2 separate regions of the Gossypium arboreum genome follow, and region 2 is linked to region 1. Evidence: chromatin contacts called from public Hi-C data. All regions are on one chromosome and are shown on one strand. The core of a region is the stretch at or near the end of the contact, and the rest is flanking DNA. Distances in the headings are between cores, read along the strand shown.

What was found. Hi-C and Micro-C count contacts between places; a contact is called where the count stands out from the background.
Region 2: a contact with region 1 is called in a Hi-C map of leaf, with 2.4 times the contacts expected there. The contact joins the promoter of LOC108468040 here to the promoter of LOC108461270 in region 1. A contact is called at or near these places in 2 of 5 Hi-C or Micro-C datasets (both in leaf).

The regions. Positions count from the first base shown.
Region 1 is chr8:75,574,861-75,579,385 of ASM2569848v2, reverse strand. LOC108461270 (polypyrimidine tract-binding protein homolog 2-like) reads left to right here and starts at 2,423. Exons shown (of 11, transcript XM_017761062.2): 1 at 2,423-2,637; 2 at 2,739-2,982; 3 at 3,083-3,292. The coding sequence starts at 2,797.
Region 2 is chr8:75,915,275-75,919,799 of ASM2569848v2, reverse strand. LOC108468040 reads left to right here and starts at 2,548. Exons shown (of 2, transcript XM_017768891.2): 1 at 2,548-3,100; 2 at 4,183-4,525. The coding sequence starts at 2,727. The coding sequence ends at 4,288.

The DNA of each region.
Region 1 (4,525 bases), core at 1,174-3,673:
ATCAACCATTTTTCAAAATGGTCCCCCCATTAGCTAGCTCATGCCATAAGGGTTCTAAAAGTACCAAAATTATCAAAAATAAGCATCTCAATCACTTACTTGAGAGAGATATAAGTGGCTAAGATTTCAAACTTCCAAAACCCTTAGAATGGCTGAAAATTTTGGTGGGGGGAAGAAAGGAAGAATGAAAAAAAATGAAGGCTAGTCTCTAAGGTATTATTTTATCATACATTAAATCACTAACTCCTTTGAACATTTGATTTTCTTGTCCCCTATGGCCGGCCATCAGCTTCTAAAGGGTCTAATTGCACTTTAAAGACCCCCAATTTGGGTTCTCTAGCTATGTGGTACATCTATCAAGTAAGATAGAACTTTTACCCCTTATGCAATTTAGTCCTTTTTCCGAAATTAAGCTCATAAACGCTAAAATTTCCTCACCAAATTTTTCATGCACTAATATAATCATGCTATAACACCAAAATAATAATAAAAATAATTTCTTGACTTCGGATTTGTAGTCCCAAAACCATTGTTCTGACTAAGCCCAAAATCGGGCTATTACAACATAACACTCTTGACTAGTAGAACATAATTTTCACTCTTTATGCGATTTAAGCCCTTTTTTGAAATTAAGCATGCAACTGCTAAAATTAATTCACCAAACTTTTCAAATATCTATAAAATCATGCTATAACACATAAAATAATATCAAAAATAATTTCTCTGACCTCGGATTTGTGGTTCCGAAACTATTGTTCCGACTAGGCCCAAAATCGGGATGTTACAAGTTCACAATTAGAACTAAGTTTATTCTATTAACAAAATCATGGAAAAATCAACCTTAATGATGTTAGCAAATAACTTTCATTAAATCAACCCTAAAACCCAAATTAAACACTAAAAAAATTAACTTTTTTATTATCTTTAGGTACCAAAATATATAAATTTTGTCAAATATATGTACCAAATTGGACCAAGAAATAACATTGATACCCCATTAGAAAAAGGTGTCAAACTTAGGTACTAAATATATTAATCCAAAATTAAATACTAAATTTAACTTATCTATTTAGTATATTACTTAAAATATTTAAGTACAAAATATAATTAAAATTTAGTAAATGTAAATTTTAAATTATGAAAATTTTATTTTACATTTTCATCTTTAAATTTGTTAAAGCATTTCAAGTTAGTTTAAACAAAGCAAAAGTTTAAATGTGAAATGTTTAAAAGATAATGCCAAAAGAAATAAATTAAAATAAAATTTTCTTCAATAAGATATTGTTTACTTATTATTTTCACATTTTTATAAAAGAAAATTATATTAAGTGGTTTTGATCATCATCATAAATTTTGTTTATAAATTTAAATAACTGAAAATGTTAATTTTGAGTTTTTTTTTCAATGGGGAATTAGGTTTTAGTATTGTTGGTTAAGATGGAGTTTTTAGGTTTTGAGTACTCGTATTCAAGCTTTGTCATGTGTAATTGCGATATGTGAGGTTTCAGTTTCAACATATTTATCTACCATGGATGGAATTTATTTTATTTTGTTTATTGATTGTGCTTCATAATTGGTTTAATTTTACATTATATTTGTTTGGACATATATTTATACTTGTATTGTATTTATATTTGTAATAGTTAAACTTAAATTCTATTTTTCTTAACGGGTTAATAAAACTTTATTTAGAGCCATAAACAATGTTAAATAGACAACTTTTGAAATGAAAAATGCTTTTGTACCTAAACTCAAAAGCATTTTTAGTTTTTGGATGTGGGAAAAATACTTTTGGAGTCAAATGACTTATGTATTTTAAGTAATATTTAAATTACCTATACAATTATTTTCTTATCAAAGTTTATTTCAAATATATTACATTATATATTTAAATATGTAATTATTATACTTTAATATTTAAAATATAATTTATATATTCAAATTAAATTTTACAAATAAATAATTATTAATAGTAATTAATTTAAAATATTCATCATTTATATTTTATATATCAATAATAAGTTATAATAAATCATTTTAAATTCTTATTGAAATCTAATAATGTTAACTAATTTGAATATTATTTAAACACAAATTTTACTTTATAGTATTATGTCTAATATGAACATTTTATTTCTTAAAAATAATTTTTAAAATAATATTAAAAATTAAATCTGAAATTAAAATATTTAAAATATTTTTCAAAAACAATTTTTCTAAATATTAGTATTTTTCAAAAGTAGTCGTAAATAATTCTCCAGTTGCACGTTTTTATATTCCACAGCAACATGGGCACCAAAGTTTAAGAATCCGAAGACGCTGCCTTAGTGGCCAAAAGGCCCAAAACGAAAAGAAAAACCGCTGCCTCGGGTCGGGTAAAGTCCGGTCCTTTCGTTTCTCAAGAAAAGTAATATAAGAAGTGAAAATACAATCCAATCCAATCTCTCCTTCCCGAATACATAACGCCCATCGGCGCCAAAAGCCCAGGACGATGCCCATCCCTTAATAAAACCAAAACGAATTTAATGACAGACGGAAAATCTACCATACCAATTTATCTCAAATTCCTTGAAGCCCTAACTTAACGAACTTCAGAAGTTTCCACGGATTTTCTCATTAGTTTCTTTTTGTTTTCAGGTTTATTTTATTCCCTTAATTTCATTGCATTTTCCTGGTTTTGATTGATCTATGTATATATTTCGATTTTGAATTAAACATATATATTTTTTGGCATCTAGGGTTTCTGGTCTGTCTTCTCTTGCCAAAAATTTTTAGAGGGGTTGATTTCCGACCGGGATGGCCTCGGTATCAAGTCAGCCGCAGTTCCGTTACACTCAACCCCCATCTAAGGTGCTGCATTTGAGAAACTTGCCATGGGAGTGTACGGAGGAAGAGTTGATCGAGCTGGGGAAGCCATTTGGTAAGGTCGTTAACACCAAGTGCAATGTTGGAGCCAATCGTAATCAAGCTTTCATTGAATTCGTAAGTTTAATCAGATTTTTTTTTAAAATTCTGGTCAAATTTCTTCCACCATATTAATGAAGTTAGTAATTAAATATATGTTTTTGTTTACCCTTCTTAGGCTGACTTGAATCAAGCTATTGCCATGATATCGTATTATGCTTCATCTTCAGAGCCTGCTCAAGTAAGGGGTAAAACGGTCTACCTGCAATATTCTAACAGGCAAGAAATTGTAAACAACAAAACGACTGCAGATGTTGCCGGGAATGTACTGTTGGTAACAATCGAAGGTCAAGATGCACGGCTTGTTTCCATAGATGTATTGCACTTGGTAAGGATGGCGTATGTCTCTTCTCCTTTTTGTTTAGAAGGGTGTGAAGTTACTATTTCTAAGTTGTTGTTTGATATGAGTTCATGTAATAACTAGGGTTGTGTAGTTTTTGTCACGCTCTTTTGGAGAAAAGCTTTTGTGTTTTGACATGAGTGTGAATGGATCAGCAGGATCATGTCAAGGGAATAATCTCCAATGGCAGCTTAGTGCATCGTGAGAAAGAGAACATGTGTGTTTGTCTCCTTTCTCCTTTCCTTAACACTGCCTCTCTCTTCCTTACTCTTCCTTACTTACCTCCTATTCCTACCATTTAGGATTTGTTTTTCATTTCTTCTTCATGTGCATCCATCACCCTTGGACTTTTTAGATGTTTGGTGTCACTATGTTTTTTGTTTGTGCTGCTACTGCCAATGAAGTTTGTGCTCCATTTACATTTTTTTTTTGCATATATGGTCTGTATTATATATTTGTTCGATATAATAGTTGCTAGTTTTGCTGAGTGTCAAAATCGTCACTCCTCATTGAACATGAACAAGGTAGTAAAGTGCTTCAGATTTCTTGGCTATGTGAAGCAATGTCCAAACAATTGTCTAAGACCCTGAATTGATGGTAGCATTAAGGGAGGTGCATGCTTTGGTGCATAAGGCACTGTCTTATTAGAACAAAAGGTGCTTAAGGCAAGTGCCTCCCTGAACTGGTAGTTCTTTTTAGAAACTTTGATTAGGCAGCCAATCATCCATGTAACAGGCTTTGGTTCTTGTCCATTGTGCCCTTTATTCACAGAATTGGACTGTCATCATCATTAGCTTGTGAAAGATTGAAAGATCCTTCTGTCTGTTTCTGCTCATGCTAACATATTTATCTTTCCCCATTTTGGGATAAAACTTTATTTATAATTATTAATATAAGCTCTCAATGATATAGGAGTAATATGAGGCAGCTAGTTGTCACAGTCTCAGTTTTCTCTTTTTATTTTCTATACATCTGTTTTTAGGAGTTAATTGTTTGCCTGGATATAGTTCTACTAAAGAACCAGGTTATTTATCTTAGGTACGTTCCAACTTTTTATAGAGATGAGTGGTCTATGTATATATTTGCGCTATATACATGCATATATAAATATATATCAAAATCTTTTACAATTAGGTGCCTATCGTTAGTCCTCAGTTAGCGGTATCTTCTTTCTGCCTGGGGTTAGCCTGATTCTGATTCTAGAATCTGGTGCTTATAGCA
Region 2 (4,525 bases), core at 1,299-3,798, 340 kb before region 1:
ACAATACGAATGACCCATTGTGAATACACGTGTGTAGTACTAAGTGCAGGCTAGTACGTGTTCCATACTGTTAAGTCGCATGTGTAGTACTAAGTACAGGCTACTATGCGTACTCAATGACTTCGATGACGTGTGTAGTACTAAGTGCAGGCTACTACGTGTATCAGATGGTGAGGTCATGTGTGTAGTACAAGTGCAGCCTACTATGCGTATCAGATAGCTTCGGCTATAAGTGTGGAAAGGGGAAATATGTGTAAACAATGTTATATTTGTTATTTTTCTATTGAGTTCAACTGGAAAAATCGATAAAGTGGTAATATGTGAAAGTTATTATAAGGTGGATATGTGCAAATTTATGTTTATGAAAAGCTAGGAGCTATGTGCTCTATAATTGAGTGAATTCTGGTATAAAAAAAAGGACTATGTGAAATTATGCAAGAGTGAATGTTAGAAATAAAACAGTGTTGGACAGCAGCAGTTACATGATTTTTAAAATTTACCAAAAATCATGGAAGTTGAATAAAAATGCAAATGATATATGTGCCCGATAATGAGTCTATTTTCACCTAAAAGAAATAGGGGAAGCAAAAGAATTCTATATTGTGTGATATTTGAATTTTTGTGAAACAGGGTCTGAATGAATTTGAGATCCCCTGTTCTGACTTTAGAAATTCACCATAAATTGTACAAAAATTATTAAGAGTCATACTTTACATGAATGGGTTCCTTATTGAGTCTAATTTTAAAGGAAACAAATGACATGGTCGTTGGAATTCTGTACAGGGATAAATTTGGTTCGTAGTGCACTGGGGTCAGAGTAGTCGAACCCTGAAATAGGGGAGACTTTAACTAATAAACTGTACTAATTGACCCAACCAAAAATTCTAGAAAAAAAAATTAGTAAGTAGACATATGAGTCTAGTTTCAGGGAAAATTTACGGAATTGGATTTCGAGTTTTGTAGCTCGAGATATGATTTTTTTTTAAACCAGGACTCTAGAAAACAACCTGCCCTGAATATGTTATTATATACTAGTATGATTGTTTTACTTTGATAAATTGAATATCAATTTCGTACTTACTTACTAAGCTATATGCTTACCTTCTTTTCTTTTTCTTGTCTTATAGAATTACTAAGCCAGCTCGAGATTTGGAGATCGTCGGAGACTCATCCACACTATCAAGACTTTTTGGTATTTTATAAACACTATTTTGGAATTATGGCATGTATAGAGGGCTAAACCATTTTGTTATGTGTCATAAATAATTTGTTTTAAAATATTACTTTTCAAAATTTGATAATTTACTTGTACTTATGTATATCTGTTAATGTTATCTATTTTTGTTCAAGCTAGAGGAATTAATTACGTAAGATCAGGTAAATGTGTGAATTCATGTTTTCGTGATCTGTAATATTCCGTACCTTGTTCTGGCTTAGAACATGGGTAAGGGGTGTTACAAAGGGAATTTGGAATGGAAAAGAAGAGAGAAAGTGGAGAGAAAAGAGAAAAGATTTGAATGCTTGAGGTGTGTTTCAAATGACCAGCCTAAGGGGGTTTTTATAGCTAAAGAGGGCTACTAAAAATAGCTAAAATTATCAACCAAAGAGCTTTGGCCGGCCACACATGTGGCAAGGTTGATAGTTTCAACTTTGCTAATTTAGGCTTGGGGCAAATCTATAAAGCCACCAATTGTGGAGGGGTTTGTTTGCAACTTGAACAAGTCTTCAAAGGCCTCTTTGTAAGCTAAATAATCAGCCAATAAGCTGATTTGGGTCAGCATATGGACGGTTTTGGGCTGTCCACTTCTTGGTTAATTCGGTTCACTCGGTTCGGCTCAACTGGACCACTTTTTAATAATTAATTAATAATAATTTATTTAATCCAAATTAAATTGGATATAAATTGAAATTAATTATATTATGAAATAACACATAAGTTGGACCATCTTTAGCTGAAAAATTCAGTCGTCTTGATGCTTCAAAAATTACTTTTCGATTTTGCGCTTCTAGTAGTGTCTGTCAAGCTAACTTTCGTCCTTTGTGCAAATCTGTCGAAAATGATCAAAATTAATCAAAATTTATTATAAAATTATTTAAAATTCATTATGTTAATAATTTAAGTCCAAAATAATTATTTTATAATAATTATATATTTTTCGACAATAATTTTACTGAAACTGCATGAATTTAAGTGTGTATATTTTTGTGTTTCCACTCGTACCCTATTTCGGCATCGAATACGGGTAAGAGGTGTTACAGTTTCTCCTAAAATGATGCTATAAGGTGACACACCATCTTGTGCCATTAATGGCTAATGACAGTTTAGTAATCTAAATGTAATAAATCAATAACGTTAGTGAATATATTGTAATTTTCAAAAACATTAGTGATCACATTGTAATTTGTTAAAGTTCAATGATAAAAATGCAATTTGAACTATTCCAAAGTGACTAAATGCGTAGTTTATCCTTTCATAAATTTTGGATTTTTTTTATACTTTTTCAAAAAAAAATAATAGGAAAATTCCCTAATCCCCAATACAACCGTATACATACATGGAAGATAACGGAATGGGGTTTAGTTTACACTGTGAACCATACTCCAGTTTCCAGTTCAACCATCACTCTATTGTCTTCCCTTGAAAACTCATGAAAATTTTAATTTTTAACAATCTATCGACCAAAAAGTAATAGCAATTAAAAGTAGAAGAACCAGAAAAATAAAAAATGTCTGCTTTTCATGTCTCAAAGTTAATCATTACTTCGCAAGCCTCAGCAACTCATCCAAAATTTCCCCCTTTTTCTGTTTTCAGAAAATCTCTATCATTCCCTCACTCTGTTTCTCAGTGCCAAAGGAAAATTGCAACCTTTGTTTCTTCAAAATCATCAGAAGCTGGGGAGTTGCCGACCGCTGAAGATGAGTGGCTCAGCAGACTCCCGGATAAGAACAAGCCACTTTACTCTCACAGCTTGCCTTGCATTGAAGCATGGCTTAGGAGCTTAGGGTTTTATCAAAGCAGAGAGGACCGTGCTGTTTTGTTGATTGAAAAACCTGATTGGCATGCCCAGTTATCTCTTGATATCACTGAACTTTATATAAGGTAAATTTATGGCCTCTTTTAGGATTTTTAAAGCGATTTTCTTTGTCTAGTATTTTTTTTTTCCATTTTAATTTGAGATGGGTATGTTTATTTTGTTGATCGTTGATTGAGTTTAAAGAATTTCTTCTGTTAAAGGTAAAGTTTTGTGGCGTCTTCTTTTTCTTTTCCTGCTAAAGGTTGATGTGTTTAGTTTCTATTTTGGAGCAAACATTCTGTTACTTCTAATAACTACCATAAGCGAACATATAATTTCTAAATTGCAGCTATTGCATCCATGTATAGAATAAGAAGGTTTCATTTAATATTGTTGTGATTAATGTGAAATACTAGCAATAGAGGTTGATAATGACAAATTTTAGTTGACTTGACCAAGTTCTATTTGGTTAAACAGAGCAGGCATTCAAAAAGTAGTGATTAAGGATAGGGATAAAGTTTGGAAGGTCTGGCCATTTCTACTTTCTACAAGTGTTAGCAGGATATCATAATCATTGCTGCAAGGATGCTGGTCATGCTTCCCGCTTGCATATCAACCTTAGCATTAGACTTAGGAAGCAAAAAACCATGAATGTTAATCCCCTTCTTACAGTTCTTTCTTGCACTGTATCTCGTTTTTGCATAAATTAAGAGAGTGGGATAGAAGTCCATAAACTAAGAGAAAAAAAGATATGGTGGAAAATTGATGCTCTTGGTTAGAGAGAATGAGCAAAAGATTTTGGATGTTAACTATAGGTCCTCTTTTAGATGAGGCTTAAGTCCCTCTAGATCTTGGCTGATATATACATATCATTGGTTCTTAGGGTGAATCAAGCCTTATCTTCCTCTGAGATGAACTGCTAAAGGAATCATTTCTGTTTAGTGAATTCATTAAGACCTTTAAACACAATTGACCTTGCTGCATTTGATCGCTTGATGATCCTGGTGTAATTTAATTAAATGCCCCAAACATTATATATATATATGGGGAGGGGGGATTGGAAGGGAAATGAATAAAAATAAGTGAAAAGTGTTATACATCATTCTTCCCAACCTCATCCAAAATTTTATCTATGATTGGGCTGAGAAGATTGTATCATGTGCGGCAGGTACTTGAAGAGTGGACCTGGGAATCTCGAAAGAGACGTGGAAAGGAGATTTAGTTATGCATTGAGTAGAGAGGATATTGAAAATGCAATACTTGGGGGACCATAAAGACCTATAATTAGTTCCTCTTCATGTATAACTTCATTACAGCAGTTGCATAGTGTTTTAGATGTCAAATACTTTATCCACTTGCTAAACTTTGAGGATATCAGAGCACTGCAAATTTCTGATCTTATGCGTTTTATCCTTTTCTGGTTGTTATTTTTCCACCCATTTTTTTCATATCCGTCTTGCTGTGATGACATAGTGATCTTGTCCTAGTTTCTTGGATTGTGCTGAGCAAGT